Linked DNA regions of Sus scrofa: regions 2 and 3 are each linked to region 1. A link is a contact called in public Hi-C and promoter capture Hi-C data. All regions are on one chromosome and are shown on one strand. Each heading gives the region's core, a stretch centred on a gene start, on an enhancer-like site or on the middle of the called end of the contact. The rest is flanking DNA. Distances are from core to core; before and after follow the strand shown.

The links. Promoter capture Hi-C pulls out the DNA fragments that hold promoters and counts their contacts. A called contact is a pair of places that touch in the nucleus more often than the background predicts.
Region 2: a Hi-C map of retroperitoneal adipose tissue shows a contact between it and region 1, with 1.8 times the contacts expected there. The contact joins the promoter of PROX2 here to the enhancer-like site in region 1. A contact is called at or near these places in 6 of 47 Hi-C or Micro-C datasets (embryonic fibroblasts, liver, mesenteric adipose tissue and 3 more) and 1 of 2 datasets of contacts at active chromatin or transcription factors (alveolar macrophages).
Region 3: a promoter capture Hi-C map of fetal liver shows a contact between it and region 1, with 2.7 times the contacts expected there. The contact joins the promoter of RPS6KL1 here to the enhancer-like site in region 1. A contact is called at or near these places in 2 of 5 promoter capture datasets (fetal liver and liver), 8 of 47 Hi-C or Micro-C datasets (embryonic fibroblasts, epiblast stem cells, liver and 4 more) and 1 of 2 datasets of contacts at active chromatin or transcription factors (alveolar macrophages).

What each region holds. Positions count from the first base shown.
Region 1 is chr7:98,472,595-98,476,640 of Sscrofa11.1, forward strand. No RefSeq gene overlaps it. Among named protein-coding and RNA genes, the nearest start is that of FOS, 25 kb to the left of the region's middle. Within about 2 kb of position 1,932, at least 42 of the 83 cell types and tissues checked have an H3K27ac peak or open chromatin away from gene starts, as enhancers often do. A contact at or near this core is called in alveolar macrophages, embryonic fibroblasts, epiblast stem cells and 7 more, where this site is marked.
Region 2 is chr7:98,072,623-98,076,668 of Sscrofa11.1, forward strand. It overlaps PROX2 (prospero homeobox protein 2), which reads right to left and starts at 2,200. Exons shown (of 3, transcript XM_013989170.2): 1 at 1,453-2,200. The coding sequence starts at 2,200.
Region 3 is chr7:98,139,378-98,143,423 of Sscrofa11.1, forward strand. RPS6KL1 (ribosomal protein S6 kinase-like 1) reads right to left here and starts at 1,840. Exons shown (of 11, transcript XM_013989171.2): 1 at 1,704-1,840.

The DNA of each region.
Region 1 (4,046 bases), core at 682-3,181:
TTCCAGGCACTTAGTACAGTGTAATCATTTTGATTTGAGGGGGTGGTGGTAAATAGCAACTGGTTTATTGTATCTCATGATTTTGTGGGTCAGGAATTACGACAGGAGGTGGCTGAGACATTCATCTGCTCAGTGTGGCAAAGACTGATCTCCTCCTTGGTATTCAGCTGGGGGCTGGGCTGGCCTGGAGGGGCTGAGATGGCTTCGCTCACATGACACAGCTGTCATTTTACATTTTGTATGGTTATTTGATTGATATCAATCTCCCTCACTAGTCCAGAAGCTACCAAAGGATCAGAACTGTGTCTGATTTTGTCTATCATTTTATCCCTAGCAGCTAGCACAGTGGTTGGCCCACTGAAGCTTAGTAAATAGTATTTGTTAAATGAATCAATGACAGAATTCCTGTAAAAAGTGTCAGGATTCTCAGGAAGAAGGCATAGGTAGGAGCTGATGATGATGTTAGCAGCCCAGTAAGTGGCAGAGCTGAGCTAAGTATGGGATGACCTGGCTGGTGGGCATTATTTAGCCCCATTTTATAGATGAGGAGCTGAGGCGGCCCTGACACTGCTTCAAAGGTCAAGGCAAGAGATGGACCTTTTATGTCAGAAATCAGAGGATCTGGGATAAACTCAGGAGCTCTAAAGCCAAGTGAGTTTGTTTGTTTGCTTGTTTTTTTTTTTTTTTTTTTTTTTTTTTTTTTGGCTGCACCTATGGCATGTGGAAGTCCCTGGGGCCAGGGATCGAACCAGTACCACAGCTGGAACCAGAGCCACAGCAGTGACAACACCGGATCCTTACCTCACTGAGCCACCAGGGAACTCCTAAAATGAGTTATTCGAGAGATAAAAATCTGATGAGGAGTTCCTGCTGTGGCACAATGGGATTGGTGGTGTCTCTGCAATGCCAGGATGCAGGTTCAATTCCCAGCCCTGGCACAGTGGGTTAGAGGATCTGGCATTGCAATGTGAATCGCAACCACGGCTCTAATCTGAACTCCATATGCCGCAGGGTGGAAAAACAAACAAACAAAAAACCTGATGAAATGATAAAAGGCTAGAAGGTATGTTTTCAAATTAGTTGTAAACAATGTTCCAGATTCCGGCTTCTGCACTGTCCAAATAATAAAGGCAAAACCACCCCAAATGATGAGGCGAGGCGTCACTTGGGAGTTTCCGTTGTGGCTCAGCAGTAATGGACCCGACTAGTATCCATGAGGATGCAGGTTCCATCCCTGGGCTCCTTCAGTGGGTTAAGGATCTGGCATTGTAGTGGCTGTGGTGTAGGTCGGCAGCTGCAGCTCTGATTAGACCTTTAGCCTGGGAACTTCCATAGGCTGCAGGTGCAGCCCTAACAAAAAACAAACAAACAAACAAAAAGAGTCACTTGGGATGTCTGTCACCACATTCACTTCACTGTTCCTCAAAATCCATACAGCTGTCTCTTCTTCATCCTCGGTTTATTTTTGATGTTTCTGCACACCTGGACTCTTCTGCTAACACGTTGTCACGTTTCCTTCATTTCATCAAACAACAGGCCCACTTGTCATCAGGAGCGTGGCACACAGTTGGGTTAGTAACAGTGCCCTGAAGTTGCCTGGGGGAGCAGAGTATTAGTGTATTATCTGATGCCCAGGCTTCCTGTGGGCTCTGCCTTGCATGAAGGGCTCTTCTAGATCTTGTTATTATGATGGGGAAATACCCCACGGTGCCAGGAAATTCCTGCCCAGGCAGGAGGCTGACTTCCCAGAACCCCAGGGAATCCAAGCGCAGCCCCCTGGAGCCAATCGGCAATGAAGCTGCCTCAAACGGACAAGCAAAACGAAGCCCAACAAAAGCAGCTGGAACCCAAACAAACAGACGTGGGTGAGGCTGGGAGAAGAGTCAGGCCTGGCGTCATCCAGGCTCTGGGCCATGTCGTTGTCATGGGGACGGCCAGCCGTTTACCAGCAGGCAGCAGAGCCAGATCTCCGAGGGGGAAGCCCGACGTGGGGGCTGGGGTGCCCCTGGGAGGCGGGGGATGGGGAGGGAAGGGGCTGTGCTTCTTCAAGTGATAGAAACCCACAGAGACAGCACAGTCACTTCTAGGGAGTGGCTTCTTCTCTCAGAAGGTGGGGTCAGCCCCAAGGGGTGGGGGGCAATGGGCTCAGAGAGGCTGGCTGGCCTGAGAGGGAGGGAAGTGGCCACTGAAACAGCAAAGAAGCCTCTGGAAAAGCTGGAAGGCTTTCCGGGCAGAAAGGATTTGCAGCTGTGTTAGCTTTCTGGGCAAAACATGAATTGAAGTGGATCACAGAGTTCTTTAAAACAAAAAGACAAAAATAATACATACACACACACACAGTGGTCAGTGGAGGAGAGAGGGGCCTTTGGGAACTTCCGAGGTGGCCCAGGAACATGTCCTAAGTCCTTCTCCAGGAGTTTCTTTATGGTGTGTTTTTTTCTTTTTTTTTTTTTTTTTTCTTTTTTTTCTTCTTTTCCTGATGACCACACTTCAAGTCATTTCCTGGAAGAATGAATAGCATTCTGAGAAAACAAAATGTTAGAAAATTCTGTTTTTCAGGGCAGGGCCTAAAAGGTGTTTGTGTCCATGAGAGTGGGTTCCGGTAGAATAAAGAAGAGGCTCTCTTTCTGGCTAAAGTGCAACATTAGCCAAAAGAAACGCCAATGGAGAAGAGAATCTTGGGAACTTCCTCCAGAAATCTTGCTGCTAATCCATCTGTCATACAAAAGGACAATCCCATAAGCTATGACGTTTCTAGAGCAGTCACTTCAGAGAGTCAGAAAGTGGGATGGTGGGAGGGGAGGATGGGGAGTTACTCTTTAACCAGGATGGAGCTGCAGTTTGGGAAGATGAAAAGGGATCCGGAGATGGGTGGTGGCCATGGTTGCACCACAGTTTTAACGGTAACTTTAAAATGGTTACAGTGATAAACTCTATGTTAGGCATATTTATGTTATGCATATATATCTACCTCAGTTAAAGACAGTCTTCTCGTTGTACCAGGAGACGGTGACATTTGCTGGGAGGCTGACACCCAGGGCGTGCTTGTTCACCTGGCTGGGCCTCTGCTGTGTCATCCATTAAGGGGGCATGTCTTCCTTCAGCCAATGAGGAAGAACAGGCATGAAAGCGTGTAGTGAACAGGAATGCAGCACAAGAACGTGAAATGTGATTAAGGTGTTATTTCACAATTCATTTTTTTTAGGTACCCAAATGCCAGGAGACACGTTGAAAGGAGAAAGGGGGGAGCTTTGAAGAAACGAAGGAAGGGATTATATTTGGCAGTTAGAGGATGTGGAAAAAACCCAAATATTTTAGGAGAGTAGATGAGAATTTGGGGCTTATTCTCAGAGACCAGAAGGTATGACCAATTCGGACTGTCACAGCCATTTAAAATACTTCTCCCTTTTGCCCTGCCTAAATTGAGAAACCAGTTAAGCCCACCCAACAAGAGGAAATGAAACAAAATGAAACAATGTCAAAACATAACCTCTCAAATTTCATGAAGGGAAATGGTACAGTTACAACACAAAGCTGGGTCGAAGTTTACCGGGTCTTGAACACAGATAGATGGATTTTTTGTTTGTTCGTTTGATGTATTTGGGGGCAGAGAATGAGCTCCACGTCCTACTCCTCTGCCATTTTGATTCTGGCTCTGTCACCTTGAACCTGAATACGTGGGTGGACCTCAAATTATGGTCAGAGAGTCCCATTAACTGTCAACAGTTCTTCAAAGCAACTTTGTTGTTTGCTTATTTAAAGAATACACCATTCACCACCAGCACCACTTACCCAACATATGTTCATTAGCATTAATCAGTACGTGCCAGGCGCTAATCTAAACGTGGTACACACACCTTTCTTTTCGTTCTTTATAAGACTTGTGCAAGGTGAATCTTTTTTATGGAAAACAACCCGAAGTTCACGCTTAGTCTGTGTTCATTCTGCTTATTTCCTCATCCATAACATGAGAGTAATGCTGCAGCCGGAGAAGCACAGCAGCTTGACCCCAATCACATAGCTGGTAATCGTAACGTCGGGAGTGG
Region 2 (4,046 bases), core at 950-3,449, 400 kb before region 1:
TTGAGGAAGCGTTACTCTGGGAAAAAACTGTTTAAGAATGGGGTCTGCCTAAGGGTTGCAAAGATGATACAATAAGATTCAGACGCCTGTAGACTAGCCTGAGCTCTGCAGCTTTCCCCATGGGAAAAAACTGTTTAAGAACGGGGTCTGCCTAAGGGTTGCAAAGATGATACAATAAGATTCAGACCCCTGTAGACCAGCCTGAGCTCTGCAGCTTTCCTCCTTTCTCTACTCATACGCGCAGCCCCGGGTTCTCTCCATCACGGCTGCATCTTAGAAGCTAATCCATAAGCTGAAGTCTTCTCACCCCTTTCAGCTGCCTTGGGTCTAGTCCCTGAAGAAAACCTCCCCCTTTCCACCTGCCCTGGAAGTTTCTGGTCCCTCATATCTTCCCCATTAGTTGTCTAGCCAGTGCAGGCCTTTTGCCTATGGAGCCAAGAGCTTTCAAGAGCCAAGCCACAGAGGAGGCCATTCCTTTAATGCGCTCTGCCAAGGCGTATGAGCAGCTGACCACCAAATGGTGGGGTTCTTCCTTCCATAGGGTACTTGTTGTTTGGGGGGAGCCCCCTCGGGTTTAAAAACAAACACATCCTTTCAGACCCAAAAGACTAAGTCAGTAGTGGTAGAATCTGATGTGTCAGGGAGGAAGGGAAAGGAACTTTCCAGCATCCTTAAATCCCAGAATGTGGACACTGCTTTCTTGGGAAGATAACATATATGAGCCTAGGGATTGAGTGGGCCCGAAAGACTTAGTAAGGAGACCACTGGGGAAGCGAGCTGTTCCCTACGCCAGGTAGTTCTTTGTTCCCACCTCCCCTCATTGTCCTGTCTCGGGCTCCTGTTTCTCTGGGCTGTGACAATGAGAACGTCAGTGACTAGTAAAGGATACGTGGGCTGAAGAGAAAGGAAGGGCGTCCATGGCGGCCTGCGGGCCCCCCTGCTCCATTTTCACCGAGGGAATGATGGGCAGTCTTTCCAGACAGGAGGCCATGAAGGGCCAGGGGCACTGCTGCCGGCTCAGAGCCAGCGGTCGCAATGTGGCAGCTCCCCAAGGTCGCAGGGCCGCCTCCGACGAGGGGTGACTCTGGGGAGACGAGTCCTGGGGAAGACTGCTGCTCCAGTGGCCACCGGGTCCCTGGCCCAGGAGCTGGCTGACAGTCTGATCTTCCTGGACGTGGGCAGGCACAGTCAAGGGACAGTTTGCTGGGGGACCCGGATAGGGTTTGGGGAGCATTCTTGGAGAGACGGGGAACCTGGGAGAATCTAGAGCCTTGGCCAGAGGCAAGTTTCCCAGCGGCCCCCCCACCTGTGGCTGGGCCCTCCTGGGCAAGGCAGCCGGAGAAAGTTGGTCTTTCCAGGCACCTGCCTCAGGAGATGACGGCTCGTCTGGCACCAGCCCCTGGAAGCGTCTGCTCAGCTGAGTCAGGGGCCCTGGTGGATCCAGTAGCAGCTTTTGTAATACTGAGTCTACAGCCTGGGATATTGCCCCCGTCAATTCTTTCTTCAGAATCACCAGCAAAGCCCGTGCTCCAGAAGGAAGGAACCTGGCTTCCTCAGACTGATATGTGACCTCAGACACGGTCTGTTTCTCCACCCTGGAGAGGGCCCCGCTGGAACCCTGGAGGTGGTCACTGTCCATAGCCCAGGGCTGAGACCCATAGCCATTCATCTGCTTTACCCTCAGAGGGCCCGTCCCCGTGTCACAGCCTCCTGGGCCCTCCTGGGCCCTCCTGGGCTCAGCAGCCTGCAGGAGGTGCTCTTGCAGGTGTCTTAGCTGTTGCTTCAGCAGGTGAAGCTGTTCTCTCACCCGAGGGCTCCCCTTCCTGCTGCCCCGGTCCCCGGCAGGGCCTGGCCTCAGGGGGCCTTGCTGCGCAGGAAGGCTCTGCTTCCTCTTCCGCTCCTGGGCCTTCTCTGGGCAGCAGGGGCTGTCCCTGGCTGGGGCACTGCCTGGCACCAGAGGGTTAGGGGAGAGGCACATGCCTCGGACAATGGTCTCTACTCTGGCCCTCTTTGCCTGGACGTGCTCATCCCAAAACCAGTCAGGGTCGGCCAGGCTGGAGCTGGGGGCCTGGGTCCAGGGAAAGGGAGAGTGTCTGCCCTGCTCCCCAGGGGCCGGGCTCCCTCCATCTTCCATACACGGTTCGGCCCGGTGCGAGCAGGCCTGGGACGGATGAGCAAGCAAGCCGGAGTTTGGATCCATCCTTAGCTCCACAGAGGCTGTTAGTCAGGGTCACGTGAGAGAATCCCTCCTCCTGAGGTTCTCAGCGGGAGGTGCACCCGGGAGCTGGGGGCTTCTCCTCTTCACTTGGAGGAAGGATTCAGACTCCGGAGTCCCAGGGCTTATTCACCTCCTGGGCAGACTCTGAAATGGGAGACAGGAGAAAACAGTACCTGTGACTTTGAACACACTTTTCAAACTTGTTTGTGTGGAAGGATCCCCTTTGAATCCTGTTAAAATGCAGATTCTGACTCAGCAGGTCTGGGGTGGGGCAGAGAATCTGCCTTCGTAATCAACTCGCAGGTGATGCTGTTGGTCCAGACCACACTTTGGGGAGGAAGTTCCTAAGAGCGATCCTCTAAGGAGAAGATTCTTCTGCCGGGGTAACAGGAAAATAATCCATAATAATAATAACAACAGAAATGGCAGCTAACGGCATAACTGCATTGTGCCAAGAACATTACATGCATTACCCAACTGAATTCTCCTAACAGCTCTGAAGGAATGTGGTCATTCCTATTTTACACATAAGGAAACAGGCTCAGAGGAGTTAAGTTACCTCCCTACAGTTAGTGCGAGGCTGGAATCAGAACAAGATGTTTCTGGATTCAGAGTGACAATCTGGAACAGAATCACCCTGCCCACTTGTTAAAAATAGCAAATTCAATGGGTCCACCAGTCCTGCTTAATCAGAATCCCTCAGCTGCCCGGGGCCAAGGCACCTGCCTTTGAAATAAGCAAACTAAAGTTTGAGAACCTACTGTTTGACCACAACTCTGTCTCGCTCCTGGAAGAATCAGATTACGCAGTCATAGTTCAACATTTCACAGCACTTATTAAGCACCGACTATACACCAGGCCTTCTTCTGGGCTTTTGGATAGTCGGTGATGAACAAGACAGCAGCCTTGCTCTTGCGGAGCTGGATTCTAGCAGGGGAAGAAAGAATCAGTAAGTATATTTTCAGGTTGTGATAACTGTTGTGAAGAAGAAGCACAAGAGATAAAAGCTCTGGGATGAACGAGGGCCCATTGAAAGGTAATGAGCAATATGGCCTTATTTAGTTTTATCTTTTTTTTTTTTTTTGTCTTTTTCTAGGCCCACTCCTGCGGCATATGGAGGTTCCCAGGCTAGGGGTCTAATCAGAGCTGTAGCCACCAGCCTATGCCAGAGCCACAGCAACGCAGGGTCTGAGCCATGTCTGCCACCTATACCACAGCTCATGGCAACCCCAGATCCTTAACACACTGAGTGAGGTCAGGGATTGAACCTGCAACCTCATTGTTCCTAGTCGGATTCGTTAACCACTGAGCCACGATGGGAACTCCTGGCCTTATTTAGTTTTAAAAAGATCATTCTTTACTAGGTGGGGAATAAACTAGGGGGAGGGGGGCAAGGGTTGAAACAAAGAGTCTATTCAGGAGGCTCTTGTGATCATCTCAGTGATAGTAATCCAGGTGAGACGGTTTGGACCAGGGTGGCAGCAATGGGATGTTGCGTCAGATCTTGGATATATGTCAAAGTTGGAGCCAATGGGATTTACTAGCAGATTGGACATGAGGCCCAAGAGAAAAAGAAGTATCGCTGATAATCACTCCGAAGTGTTTGGCCTGGAGGGTGGGAAGCACCTGAACTGAGGTGGGGAGGGCTGTGGAAGGAGCAGGCTTGGGGAGAAATATCAGGAGCCTGGTTTGGGATGTAATAAGTTTGAAAGAATTATTAGACATCTACATGGGGATGTTGAGAATGCAGTTGGATAACTAAGCCTGGGGTTTGGTGAAGGAGATCTGGGCTAGAAAGATAAAATTGAGGGTTGCCGGTGTGTAGATG
Region 3 (4,046 bases), core at 590-3,089, 330 kb before region 1:
GGTTAATGATCTGTTGATGCAGCTGTGGTATAGGTTGCAGCTGCTCCTCAGATTTGATCCCTGGCCCGGGAACTTCCATACACTGTGGGGATGGCTGAAAAAGAAAAAAAAAATCTTATCATAGAAGAATATCTATTGTAACAGGGAATGTCTACAATAAATTTATTACTATTGTTATTATTGTTTTTTGTCTTTTTAGGGCTGCACCTGCAGCATATGGAGGTTCCCAGGCTAGGGCCACAGCCATGCCAGATCCAAGCCGAGTCTGCAACCTACACCAGAGCTCACCAAAATGCCAGATCCTTAACCCACTGAGCGAGGCCAGGGATTGAATCCATGTCCTCATGGATACTAGTCAGATTCGTTTCCACTGAGCCACTACAAGAACTCCTATTATTATTGTTTTTTGATCACACCATGGCATGAGGAAGTTCAGGCTAGTGATCAAAACTGTGCCACAGCAGCAACCCAAAGTTGTAGGAGTTCTCTAGTGGTACATTGGTTTAAGGATCTGGCATTGTCACTACAACAGCTTGGGTCACTGCTGTGGCTCAGGTTGCTTCCCTGTTCCAGGAACTTAAATGAATAAAGAGTTCCCGTCGTGGCGCAGTGGTTAAGGAATCCGACTAGGAACCATGAGGTTGCGGGTTCGATCCCTGCCCTTGCTCAGTGGGTTAAGGATCCAGCGTTGCCGTGAGCTGTGGTGTAGGTCGCAGATGTGACTCCGATCCCTCGCTGCTGTGGCTCTGGTGTAGGCCGGTGACTACAGCTCCGATTCAACCCCTAACCTGGGAACTTCCATATGCCGCGAGAGCCGCCCAAGAAATGGCAAAAAAAAAAAAGACAAAAATAAATAAATAAATAAATAAATAAAAAGAGTTATGGAGTTTCTGCTGTGGTTCAGTGGTGATAAACCCAATTAGTATCCATGAGGACACGGGTTGGATTCCTGGCGTCACTTAGTGGGTTAAGGATCCGGCATTGCCATAGGCTGTGGTGTAGGTCAAAGACAAGGCTTGGATCTGGTGTTGCTGTGGCTATGGCATTAGGCCAACAGCTGCACCTCCAACTGGATCCTTAGACTGGGAACTTCCATATGTTGCAGGTGTGGCCCTAAAAAAAAAAAGAAAAAGCAAGTTATTAAAATAACATATCAAGGTGTCTCCTCCACCTCTTCCTTGCTTCTTATCTTCACCCTGGTGGCGGTGGGAGGAGGGGGGTCTTTGGATATAACGCACGCAATATGACAAAAATCAAAGTGATTAAAGGGAGTGATCCACTTTAATCAAAGAAAGGCTTGCTTGTCTTTTGGGTGCTCCATTTGGCTTCAGGATGGAGCTGGGATGTTGGGGCAGGGCAGAGGAATAAGAAGGAAGGTGCTTCTGTCTCCAGCCTAGGCTAACTTTATAACAAAGCTGAAAAAAATGTATTGCTCATTCTCTGGTTTTTGGAAGCATGTGAGATGGATTATAAGAAAGATTTTGGGGAGTTCCCATCCTGGCTCAGTGGTAACCAAGCCAACTAGTATCCATGAGGACGTGGATTTGACCCCGTGTTGCTGTGGCTGTGGTGCAGGCCGGCAGCCGCAGCTGCAGCTCCTAGCTTGGGAACTTCCATATGCCGCTAGTGCAGCCCTGAAAATACAAACAAACAAACAAAAAGACTTTGGGGGAAAAGTGTCAAAAGACATTGTGACTACTCACCACTGTGAGAGCGTCCTTGCTTAAGCAAGAGAGAGCTGTATTGCGAGGCAGTCTCTGAGCAAGGCGGGGAGTGAATCTCACGCAGGCTTTGGGGAAGCGAGGCATTCAGGGTGGATCCACTTCCTGAGTGTTTTAGAAACGGCTGACCTTTGGCTCTAGAAGCGCAGTCAGTGGAGTGAGGCTGCGGCTGACTTGTTATTCTCAGAAGGGGGGGCTGCCTCTGACTGAGCGCACGGTTCCAGGATCACGGTTACTGAAACAAGGGATCACATCAGCCAGGGTTCTAACAGGTACCGAGACTTATTTATTTCACCGCACCTGTGGTATATGGAAGCTCCTGGGCCAGGGGTCCAATCTGAGCCCCTACAGCTGCAGCAGCGCCAGATCCTTAAGCCACTGCGCTAGACTGGGGATCCAACCCGTGCCCTTGCAGTGACCCGAGCTGCTGTAGTCAGATCCTTAATCCACTGGGAACTTCAAGAGTTACTTGTTCTTATAGCTACACAACAATTCATCTTTTCCTAAAAGAATGGGGATGTTTTATCTTGGGGAGCAGGGAGGAGATGGCAGGGCAGCCTACACACACACATGAAGATGAAGGATCCCAGTGAAACAGCCCGGCCTCTGTGCGGATGCTCATCTCCATCGGCCAGGACTGGTTTCTCAAGGAGGCTCCCAAAGGCACCCAGAGTCCCCTGGATTTGGACTGGGGTCTTAGTTACGAAAGATCTGTCCTGCCCCCTCCTCAGCCTCCCCAGGTCTGCTGAGAAGTTGTGTTTCCAGTTGATAGATTGGAGGGATGGAAGCTCCTGGGAGCCCCCTACCCCCAGGTTCCGTCGGGCTCTCCTTCCTGAGCCATGACCCCCACGACCCCGCAAGGCTGGCCCTGGGTCTCCAAGTGACGCAGAGCCTTCGGCCTGGCTGTGTGGCAGCCGCGGCCAGCTGTCAGCCCCCTGAGCCTCCAGACTCCCCAGGCTGAAAGTCCTCAGGCAGAGTTCTCACCCTCTCCATGCTTCCTTCCAGCCTGTCTGGCAAAGGAGAAAACAGGCTTCAAAAGGGGGCTGCGGCTGAGACAGCGCAGAGAGGGATGAAGCGCTCAAGGAGGGGGTTATCACCATTACAGTCCAAACCTCAGACCCCCGCCGGGGGCGTCAGGCGGTCACATGTCTGTAAACAACCAGCGCCGTCGGCCTGCGCTGTGTGAGCACAGAGGCTCCCGTTACCGTTAGCGAGTGGCCCACACGGTGACTCATGGGTGGCCCAGGCTGACGCCTGGGTGGGAGGGGCAGGGGCCTCAGAGGAGAGAGAAGCCTGGCAGACTTAGAGATGGGGGTTGGGGGCTGCGAGCAGGGACGGGCCAATTCTCCCAGGGCCTCAGTGAGGGGCCCTCTCCCTGTCACGCAGGTGACACCCCCTCAGTGAGAGAAACCGGGTGGGGGGGTGCCCAGCTCTGCGGGGAAGCTCTCACCCTCCTCCCCGCTGACTGTCCTGCCTGGTGGTTTCCGTGGTAACGAAGTTACTTCAGGGCCTAGAAACACACCATCTTTTTTGGCCTGGGGCCCCATGGCCTGTGAGGTGGGGCCCACAGACGGGTAGCAGGGGCCAGGCTCTCATCTGCCTCAGTCACAGCCAGCGTCAGGGGGAGGGAGCGGGGGCGCTCCAGGCTTCCCTCAGGAAAGGGAAGGGTCGGCCTTCTCTAGGAAAACAGCTGCTGGGCTCTGGTGCTGACAGAGCCATCTTTCCACACCAAGGCTCTGTCCTGTCACCGCCCTGTCTGGAGCCTTGGTTTCCCACCAGTCTGTGGAGGGGCCGAAGTCTGTCGACCCACCCCTCGGATGTCTGGCCTGCTTCTCAGGTTTATAGACACCCGTCTCCTCCCTTCGCCCCCTGCTCTCCATCCTGAGAAGAGATGATGCGGTGAGGAGTAGAGAGCACAGGTTTTGGATTCAGATCTGGCTTCAGTTCCATCCCGGTCCCTTACTGGTAAACTGTGAAATTCTGGGAGTTCCCCATGAGGACGTGGGTTCAATCCCTGGCCTCACTCAGTGGCTTGAGGATCCGGCGTTGCCATGAGAGGCAGTGTAGGCTGGCAGTTGCAGCTCCCATTCGACTCCTAGCTGGGGAAATTCCATATGCTGCTGGTGCAGTCCTAAAAAGCAAAAATAAAAAATAAAAATCAAAAAACAACAAAAAAAACCCAAACCCAAAACACTGTGAAATTCTGGCTCACTTAACTTCAATGGCTTTGGATACACCTGACCCTCAGCTTCTAATTCGTAAAATGATGAGGTGGAATTGGATTATTTGCCAATTTCCTTTCAGCTTTCAACTCTAAGATCATAC